Linked DNA regions of Ovis aries: region 1 is linked to region 2. The links are chromatin contacts, called in public Hi-C maps. All regions are on one chromosome and are shown on one strand. Each heading gives the region's core, a stretch centred on a gene start, on an enhancer-like site or on the middle of the called end of the contact. The rest is flanking DNA. Distances are from core to core; before and after follow the strand shown. Region 1 has its middle 77 kb from the start of CALM2. Region 2 holds the start of CALM2 (calmodulin 2).

Region 1 (4,884 bases), core at 547-3,046, 76 kb after region 2:
AGATTTGACTGCTATTTGGAAGCTCTATAAGAATTCAGAGAACATCTACGTGGGTTGGAAGAGCTGGTGTAGACTTCATAGATGAGACATAAACACAGAGAAAGTTGTAACAATACAACAATATAATAAAGATGACAGGGCAATATGTGAAACATGTCAGATGGTGCAAATACTGCAGTTAAAGCAGGGAGAGTGTGTCAGCTATGATGTTTTTGTCAGCAAGTAACAAAAAATCCTCAGCTCAGACTATTCTCAACTGCAGGGAATTTATTATCTTTCCTAGCTCATGTTCAGAGGAAGGGCAGGCTCACAGTGTCTCAAGGAGTCCTTTCCCTCCCACTCTGCCATCTTTGAGTGGGTTTCATCGACAGGTTGGCTGACAGGATGCCCACAGCAATTCCAGATGTGGAAACATCCCACTGAAAAAGGACAAACTGTCCCTTCTCATGTCTCTTTCCCAGGAGCTTCCTAGCAATTTCTCCCTTTGTCTCACTGGCCAGAACTGGGCCACATGTTCAATCCCAGGCTGACTCCTGGTGAGAGGAGTAGGATTCTGAGACTGGCATAGAACAACCACAATCCACTCACTGAGTTTAAAAGGAGGAGTAAATATCCCATAGAAATTAGGATCTGTTAGACATGCATAAATGGGAGGATGAATTCTGGCTAAAAATCAACAGTGTTCACTGCAGCCCACTCCTTGCCCCAGGAAGGGGCACCTGGCCAGAGAGCAGGGCTGTAAGGGAACCCTGGAGGACTGCTCTGCCATGTGGCTCGCAGCCTCAGGTTTTATGGTGATGGGTTAGTTTCTGGGTTGTCTGTTGCGAATCATTCAGACTCAGGGTCCTTTCTAGTGGTGCACACATTGCTCAGCCAAGACGGATTCCAGCAAGCAGAATTCAGGGAGGTGGGAGGACACATCGTGTCTCCTTTTGACCTTTCTTGAATTCTTCTGGTTGGTGGTAGCTATGTTAGTCCCATGTTCCTTACCAAGACCTCCTGTGATAAAATAATTCACGCTAATGGTTACTACGGTGACTGGCCAGGGTGGGTGGTTTCAGTCAGTGTTTCCCCTAACAGTTAGACCCCAGAATGAGAAGCCCTAATTAGTGGGTTTGGGATGGTCCAGGCCTGGTTTCTGCAAGCAAATGGGGAAAGAACTGGCTTTGCACCAGCATAATACCGCATAGGAACCTGCAGCTTCAGATGGGGACGTCTGCCACTGGCTCCTTTGTTCCTGGCTCCACAGCTCAGACTGGCCTGGGCACAGTTTGGGGGATGGGCTGTGCACGTGCAGACCCTTAAGGAGGATTTGGGTGATGCTGATATTGTTGCTAACTTCAGAGAAACCAGCCTAATGCGTTTTGGATGACAGGTTCTTTGTTTTGGGAGAGATCATCGCTCTAAGAGCTCTTAAGAATCCAGAGACAAAGAGCAGAGAAGACTGAGATGAAAGATCAAAAATGGGACAGAGATTTCAAAACAAAAGCAAAAACCATCACAAGAGCTGCCTTGGAATTTCCCTCACTGGTGGAGGTGGGGGAGGGGCTGCTAATCAGCGCTAGGTCCAGAAAGGGGCAGTTTGGGCGGGGGTTGGGGGGAGGGGTAGGATTTAGGGCAGCGATCTTGAAACCTTGAGCAGCACTTACATAAGATAGAGAAAACATCAGTTGTTCGGATCAAAGAATGGGGGAGGGGTGCTTTCCGGAGTTTCGGAGAAGGCTAAAGCCGTCCCCAGCCTCCCGCGCACTGGCGCCGCCTCTGCGGCTCCTCAGCCCCGCGGTCCGCAGCGGCCCAAGGACGCTGGCCGCCCTGTCCAAGTGTTAGCTGCTGCGGGGACGACAGCCGGGCTCCCTAATGGAGCTCCCAGGAGCCCAGCTCGATCGGCTGCCTGCATTATTAATGCACTATGTCATCCTTCCTTTCACTCGGTCTCAGCTGCTGAAATTTTATAGAGCGGTATTATTAATTGAAGCAATTAGTGCGGGAGATATCAGCACAGCCGCGTCAGAGGGCTGGGGATGTGCAGGGCCAGGCTAGGTTCTCTCCCTCCCTTCCCTCGTGCCCCTTTCTCGCTTTCTCCCACCTCCTCCCTGAGCCTCCCTACTCCCACCTCTCTGATTTCTGTTCACCCCCACTTTCCTCTCTCCTGCTTTTCTAGTTCTCTCTCACTATCCTTCTGGCGAAACTCAGAGTAGCCACCACCCTTCCCAGGCTCAAATCATTCCCTCTCCAACCAGCATGGGCGGAGGGACACAATGACAGAATAACAGCATCATGGTGGCTCACTCCCCTGGCGTGACTGGCCCCGGTTGAATCAGAATGGAAGACCATCCTTCATGGTTCTTGTTTTGGTTCAGAGCCCCTAGTGGGGGTGGAGGGTGGCAGGTAGAAAAAGCAAGGGCTCACTGCCTGTTAGACCCATTCATTTATTCGTTCATTTTCCCTCCGTGGGTACCCAATCGTATAGTAGGTGATATGCGAAATAAAGGAGATAAAAGAGCTTAGGCCTGGAACTGAGGTTGTAGCCAGAGATACCAGACTAGCTTCTGAAACAGCAAAATAGGGCACAGCAAAGGGTCCAGGGAAGTGATTCCCCAGTGGGTGGATTGTCCAGCTGTGTGAAACATCCTCTGTGGCTCAGGAAGTGACAAGTAAGTCCTTGGGAAACAAACCAAGGAATCCTGAGGGGTGAAGAAAGTGAGGTATGAGATCCCCGCAGGCTGCAGGAGGGTGGGAAAGGTGGGGGGCTGCAGCAAGAGGGAGCAGCTCCTTCAGAGGTTGAGACCTAGAAGCAACTGGAAAACCTGGCCAAGGGCCAGGACTGCAGGACCCAAAGATCCTTTCATCAGGAATTAGAGACACCTGAGAGGCTCATGTTCCCTGTAAAATGAACAGATACCAGGATGGAAACATCCAGGGTGAACAGTCACTCTCTGCCCCTCACCACTCTCCCTGCTCCCCTCGCCCCAGCTCATGGGAACAGGGACACCTTGTGTTACAGAGAGAGATCTCCTTGGGCATTTGGGAGCAAGTGGTCTGCTCGGTTACATTAACTTTTAGTGGGAGTATGCTCTTGGTTTTTAAACTTGTTTTATTATGAAAGTTTTCCAGCCACACTAGAGAGAATATAATGAACCTTCATATTATTATAGTTCAGCTTCAAAAATGATCACCTCACAGTCAGTTTTCTTTTATCCACCTTCCCCCAACTTTGCCAGGGGGCAGGGGACGGTGTCAGAAGCACACGCTTTAAGGTAACGCAGTCTTGAAAAAACTGATCTGTTCATTTTTCTTTTTTTTTTTTAATAAAAACAAGTGCATGCACACCCCTTCTGACAGACAGATTTTCATGTACAGTGCTTATTTAAATGTGAAAAAAAGATCTATCATGTGGTAAACTCTCCCAGTGTGCCTGGGCAGGGGTAGGGTATTAATCATCATTGACTCCTTCCAGCAGCTAGAGAAGTAGGGATAATTAAGTGGTGAGAGAGTGCTCACTTAAAGAAAAAGTGGTGAGAGAAAGGTCGCCTATAGTAAATCACAGAGGCTCACAAAGCCCCAAACCCCCGCCGGGGCACCCCTAGAGAAGCTAAGGCCAAAATGGGGGGAAAAAGAAAAATCATGGCTAGTGAGGATATTGATGACTACCCTTGTGGTCTGACCTCAGTTCCTTGAGCTCTGTTTACTCCTTTTCCCTGCTTAGTGGCACCTATTCCCCACCTTCTAAGACTCTCATGCTGATCATTTTTACCCCATACCTCCACTGAAAGCTGTACCAAGGAAAGGGGCTCAGGTTAGTGAGTGAACTATGGTATCACCTACAGCAGGGCTGCACAACCAACTTTCTACAAGGATGGAAATGTTCTGTTCTGTGCTGTCCAGGACGGCAGCCGCAAGCCACCTGTGGTTGTTAAGCATTGGAAACGTGGCCCTACACGGAAGTGTGTGCCCTTGAGTGCCGGGTGAGGGCAGGACTTTGTCCTAGGGGTGGTATCTGAGCAAAGGAATGTTTTATGGGAGCAGGAAGGCTTTATGGTTTTATCTGCTTATTGGTCTGATTGCTCCCTTACAGGTGATGGACCCTGATCTGAACTCATGCATAATATCATTTAATTCTCAAATACAGCCCTCTGAGGTTGATGTTTTACAGATGGAGAAACTGAAGCTCAGTTAGGGTAAGTGTCATGCATTTACTGACTGGCAGAGGAATTTGAACCCAAGTCTATCTTATCCTGAAGCCTCAGGGCACTATGCAGTGCTGGTTTTAAGAAAATTCAGTTGCTATCGGGATATGAAAATGGACTGGAATAGGAGGAGGTGATGAAGTCTCCAGAATTAATACTGGCACTCAGAGCCTCTAAGTAAATCCTTGCTCATTTTAATTGAATTGAGTAAAGGTTTTGGAAAGTTTTTAAGCCCAACCAGGCTGCCAGGAACTTAATCTGGCCCAGGCGTCTAAGAAACCTATTTCTACAGGGGATCCAAGCACTTCCAGGCTCTCACAGTTTGCTATCCACTACAGAGGCTAATGAGATGAGCTGCTTGGCAGGGCTGTTCCTGGAGACTGTGATCAGGCCTAGGGCTCCCCAAAGGGAACAGGTGTGAAGACTTGCTGTGTGAAGGTGACATTTCCACTGGCCCTATCTGAGGGTGCTGTCAGTCCACAGGTCATCTCCAAGAGTATCTGAACTAACCTCCCTAGCTGGGAGCAGGAGCTGGACCAGGGACCTGTAGGGCCCAAACACAGGGTCAATCTAGAGATTCAGGGTTCCAAGAAGCAAGATCAAGATGCTCTAATCTCCAGAAAATCACCTTAAGTGAAAAATTTGTCTTCAGGCCCTCCTGGGCCAGGTGTAGCCCTGAGTTCACTCTCAACCTACT
Region 2 (4,987 bases), core at 544-3,043:
CATCAAGAAAATCTGAGATCTTGATTTAATTATCAGTGATTAGAAACAAACTTTTCATTTACATAATATAAAAAAATTCACCCCACAATTCAGATCCTTAATTACATGCTTTTATTTTCACCTAAAATAGTAAATTCAACCAGCATATTCAAATTTAGGATAAAATAATTAAAATATCAAAATGGAACGGGTACATCAAACAAATGTGAACTCCTCTCCCCACACCCATACAGGGTGGAGGTTTCAGTTGGCAAGGATTCCCAACTCCTGTTTAAGATGTCACCTTGCCTCCTGGACACACCCATCGCCTGTAACCACTTGGCAGAAGGAACCACAAAATAAGTATTGCAAATTACCGCTCTCATTAGACTTTTTTTTAACAGGAAAGAGCAAGAGTTCCGGTCTCAAGTGACAGGAAAATGCTTTAAAAAAATCCCGTCCCCCTATATACTCTTTTATCACCATAGTCTTTGACAATCATTAATGTACAAATGAATTAAACTGCACCTAAAAGATGACCTGGCATTTTCGCTACGGAAATAGCTATTTTCAAGGGTGTTGTGCGGGGCAATACAGTGTTAACGGATCTTAAACATTTCAACGTGCACGTGAGCACTCAAAAGAGGACTGTGGCCCCTGTCAAAGGCATCCTTCCGATTGTTACTAGAGGGTAAGACAGACTTTGGCAACAGAACGGGAGTCACCTCCGAGCTGGCTTTCGGTGAGTGAATAGAAAAACGCCTTTCAAACGCCAGCTGGAGTCTCTGGCTTTCTCTAACGAGATGCGCAGTGCGAGGCTGCGCTTAACTTCAGATATAGTCATTTCCTTCAACGACAAAACCACTTAAATTTTTTTTAGATTTAGCCTGGGAAGTGGAATTAGGCCTCAAGGCCCATATGTAGCAGAAAGATCAGGATTCACCGAGCTTCCTCCTAGCCGCCGGGGGTGGGGGTGGGGTGGGGGATGGGAATCGGACGAGGCTGACCTCCCCAAACGTTGCCCGACCGGACGACCCCGCAGCGCCGCGGGACGCCCAGACCTCCGCAGTCCTGCAGGTGCCAGCGCAGCAGCTGGGGCTCGAGCCGGGTCTGGCGAGCGACGGCCGCGGTCCCGAGCCCGCCCCGCCCCCGGCCGCTCCCCGCGGACTCGGCCCACTCAGCTAGTCCGCCCGCCCGCTCGCGCGCCCCCAGCTCCCTCCCGGCCCAGCACGCGGGGGCTGCGGGCTAACGGCGGCGCCGGCGCTCGCCCCGGGCCTCGCGCGCTCCCGCCCGCCCCCTCGGCGCATGGCGGCCGCGCGCGGACAAAGGCGCTTCCTGGCGCCCGCACCAACCGTCCGTTGAGCTTTTGAATACGGCCCCTGGCTGACCTTTTGAGATGCCCGACCCAAGGCTTCTGCGCTCCCGCTCCTCCCGCCCTTCCACCCTCGCCTACCCCGGCTGCCCCCGCCCCGGCTCCATCCTCATCCTGCCTCTGAGGACCTCCAAGGTCCCGGGGGCGGTGCGCCTGGCCCCCGGTACAGCACGGGACACCTCCCTGAGGAGAGTGGGGGTGGGGGAGCACCTGCGACATAACCGCCGTGGACGCCCCCAGCCTCTGGCGCGCCATCCCCCTGGCGAAGACCAATCCTAGAGAGTGTGAGAAAGGCTAGTTCCCTTTCGTCCATTCGCTTCAGCCCCTTACCCCCTACAGGCCGAGCGCCCGCAGCTTAGCGACGCACTCACCATGCTGCAAGCGTTACCGGTCTCCGGGACGCAATCACACAACTACTCAGCTCGCTCGCTCCACTCGGACTAATTCTCCCCCTCCGCCCCCAGCGCCTCATAAACACCTCCCTCCGCCAGATCCCTCCGCCACACTTCAGATAACGGAACATCATAAACGAGTCCCGGCCAACCCCCTCCCCTCCAACTCCTCTCGAGACCCTTTTATCCACAATTATGTGAAAGACGATGCAAAAGATAAAGGGAAGGGGACGAACGGATGACGTAAGTGTGTTTCACTCCCTAGAGAGCCGTTGAAGAGCCGGTGGAGTGGCGCCTGAGAGGCGCTACTTTGCGGCGCGGAAGAGCATCGTAGTAACGACGCGCAGCGCGATGATCGTTGAAGCCTCCTCTGATTGGCCGGTTCGTACCTGCAATGCGTCACTGGGGCTCGCAGCCGCTGCCGGGACGCGGTGCAGCTTCTGCCGTTGCGGCTCGGGCCGCGCTGTCCTGGCAACTGCGGTTGGCTGGAAAGCTTTCCTCCTCCACCCATCCTTCCTCGCTACATTTGCACGAAAGCTTTCCCGCCCCGCTGTAGGGGGGTCTACGAAAATAGCGATTAAGAATGAAGCTGAAAGACCCAGTGAAACCCGTACCCCGCGCTCTTCATCTCAGCCTCGTTTATTCGCCTTATGGAGGCCACACGTTTACCATGTAACTCCGCCACAAAGCGAAAAGTGAAAATCACTCAGTCGTGTCCGACTGTTTGTGACCCCATGGAATTCTCCAGGCCAGAAGACTGGAGTGGGTATCCTTTTCCTTCTCCAGGGGATCTTCCCTGATCAGGGATCGAACCCACGTCTCCGGCATTGCAGGCAGATTCTTTACCAGCTGAGCCCACAAAGCCCATGAAAATCTTGGTAAGGGCGAATGCAGCTGCTCACCTGGCTAATCCTAAAGGAACTTCCGTTTATACTTCCCCTTTGCTGGCTGACAGTAAAGCAGCTGCCTACAATGCGGGAGACCCGGGTTCAATCCCTAGGTCGGGAAGATCTCCTGGAGAAGGAAATGGCAACCCCCTCCAGTCATGGACGGAGGAGCCTGGTGGGCTACAGTCCATGGGGTCACAGTCAGACACGACTGAGCAACTTCGCTTTGCCTTCATCATGGGGGTAATTTACCGGGGGAGGGCGGGTTAAAAAACGCAGTATACAAAATTCCAATAGCCCCTTGATACTGTGGAATAATAGGGTTCTGGCTTGGAGTGAGACCTGGGTATGAGTACTGGTTGGGTCAGATGTACGACCTTGGATGAGACGTTTAATCTTTAGCCTCATTTGTAAAATGGAGGTTACAATACCTATCTTGAAACGTTATAAGAATTAGAATCATATAAAGATTATCATCTCGGAGAAGGCAATGGCACCCCACTCGAACACTTGCCTGGAAAATCCCATGGACGAGGAGCCTGGTGGGCCACAGTCTACGGGGTCGCTAAGAGTCGGACACGACTGAACGACTTCACTTTCACTTTTCACTTTCATGCATTGGAGAAGGAAATGGCAACTCACTCCAGTGTTCTTACCTGGAGAATCCCAGGGACGGAGGAGCCTGGTAGGCTGCCCTCTATGGGGTCGCACAGAGTCGGACACGACTGAAGCGACTTAGCAGCAGTAGCAGCAGCAGCAAAGATTACCATCTAGGTAAAGCGTTGAAGTACCTGGTACAGGATAGGCACACAGTGGTTACCATAATAAAACCATCGTATTGTGTATATGTGATCATACTGAGTTTCCTAATGAATTTGCCCTTTTGAGTCTTTAATCTCTCAGGTTTAAATGAACATTTTTGAAGCCACATAGAAATTAGCTCTGAAATTGGCAACCACTGTTGGTGGGAATGTAAAACAGTACAGCCGCTTTGGAAAATAACATGGCAGTTCCTTAAAAAATTAAAAATAGAATTACCATATGATCCAGCAATTGTGCTTCTTGGTATATACTCAAAAGAACTGAAAGCAGGATCTTAGAGATATTGTTACACCCATGTTCATGGCACTATTCAAGACAGCTAAAATGTAAAAGGGATCCAAGTGTTCATCAGCGGATGAATGGATAAGCAAAATGTGGTATACATCTGTTGTACATAAATGGCATATTATTTGGCCTTAAAAATGCTGCAATATGCCACAACATGGATGAACTTCAAGGACATTATGCTAAGTGAGGTAAGTCACAAAAAGTCATATATTGTATGATTCCATTTATTTGAGGTATTTGGAATACTCAAAAATCACGGAAACAGAAAGTAGAATGATGGTTGTCAGGGAAAGGGGGAATGAGGAGTTATTGTTTAATGGGTATAGATAAGAGTTTCCATTCTACAAGATGAAAATAGTTGTGGGGATGGACGGTGATGGTAGCACAACATTACGTATTTAGTACCACTGAACTCTACACTTTAAAATGGTTATGATGGTAAATTTTACGTGTGTTTTGTCACACATGAAAATTTTTTTTTTAATTTTTGAACCTTTAATTTGGAAAACTTTAGATATAAACTATATACAAGTGGACTGTAGCCTACCAGGCTCCTCTGTCAGTTCTCCAGGCAAGAATACTGGAGTGGGCAGCCATTCACTTCTCCAGGGATATACAAATGGAGAGAAAAGTATAACAAAAAAAAGTACCAATCACTCAGGTTTACAGCATTCTGTCATTCTTGTTTCATATATTCCCCATACCCAATTTAAAAACAATTACCTTCTTGGTCCCACCCAAAATAAGCAAGGGTGTGTATAACCTGGAATATTTAACAAGTGAATAGCAATAATTTACGTATCGTATAAACTCATTTGAAAATAATGTAATTGTTACCTTAGAGGGGGCTTAGAGGATTTGGCCCACCACAGAGTTTCCAAAGAGGGTTTCCAGAGAACATGACTCCTTCATTGAGTCTGACATGATAATGTCAGGCCAGGAAAAAGCGAAAAGGCAGGGAGGAATAGAGCAGCAAGTTTAGATGAAAGAAAGAACAAAGGCAAGCAATTACATGGCACAGTGGAGGAGTGTCAATGGTTAGGCATTACCAGGATGAGCCCACTTCAGGAGATAGTGCTGGGAAGTTAGGAAGAAACTAGGGATTCATGCTCAAACTGCAGTTCCTCAAGAATGTTGGTAGAACCAGAAAAAAATCCTCTTAGGCCACAATAAGACTTCATAATTTTCTGGTTAAAAAGCACAACCTTGTAAAACCTAATGAATAGCATTTTCAGCAAACCAAGGTA

The links. A called contact is a pair of places that touch in the nucleus more often than the background predicts.
Region 1: a contact with region 2 is called in a Hi-C map of hypothalamus, with 2.0 times the contacts expected there. The contact joins the enhancer-like site here to the promoter of CALM2 in region 2. A contact is called at or near these places in 3 of 16 Hi-C or Micro-C datasets (hypothalamus, omental adipose tissue and tail adipose tissue).

What each region holds. Positions count from the first base shown.
Region 1 is chr3:77,133,778-77,138,661 of ARS-UI_Ramb_v3.0, reverse strand. No RefSeq gene overlaps it. Among named protein-coding and RNA genes, the nearest start is that of CALM2, 77 kb to the left of the region's middle. Within about 2 kb of position 1,796, at least 15 of the 54 cell types and tissues checked have an H3K27ac peak or open chromatin away from gene starts, as enhancers often do. A contact at or near this core is called in hypothalamus, where this site is marked.
Region 2 is chr3:77,210,075-77,215,061 of ARS-UI_Ramb_v3.0, reverse strand. It overlaps CALM2 (calmodulin 2), which reads right to left and starts at 1,793. Exons shown (of 6, transcript NM_001009759.1): 1 at 1,723-1,793. The coding sequence starts at 1,725.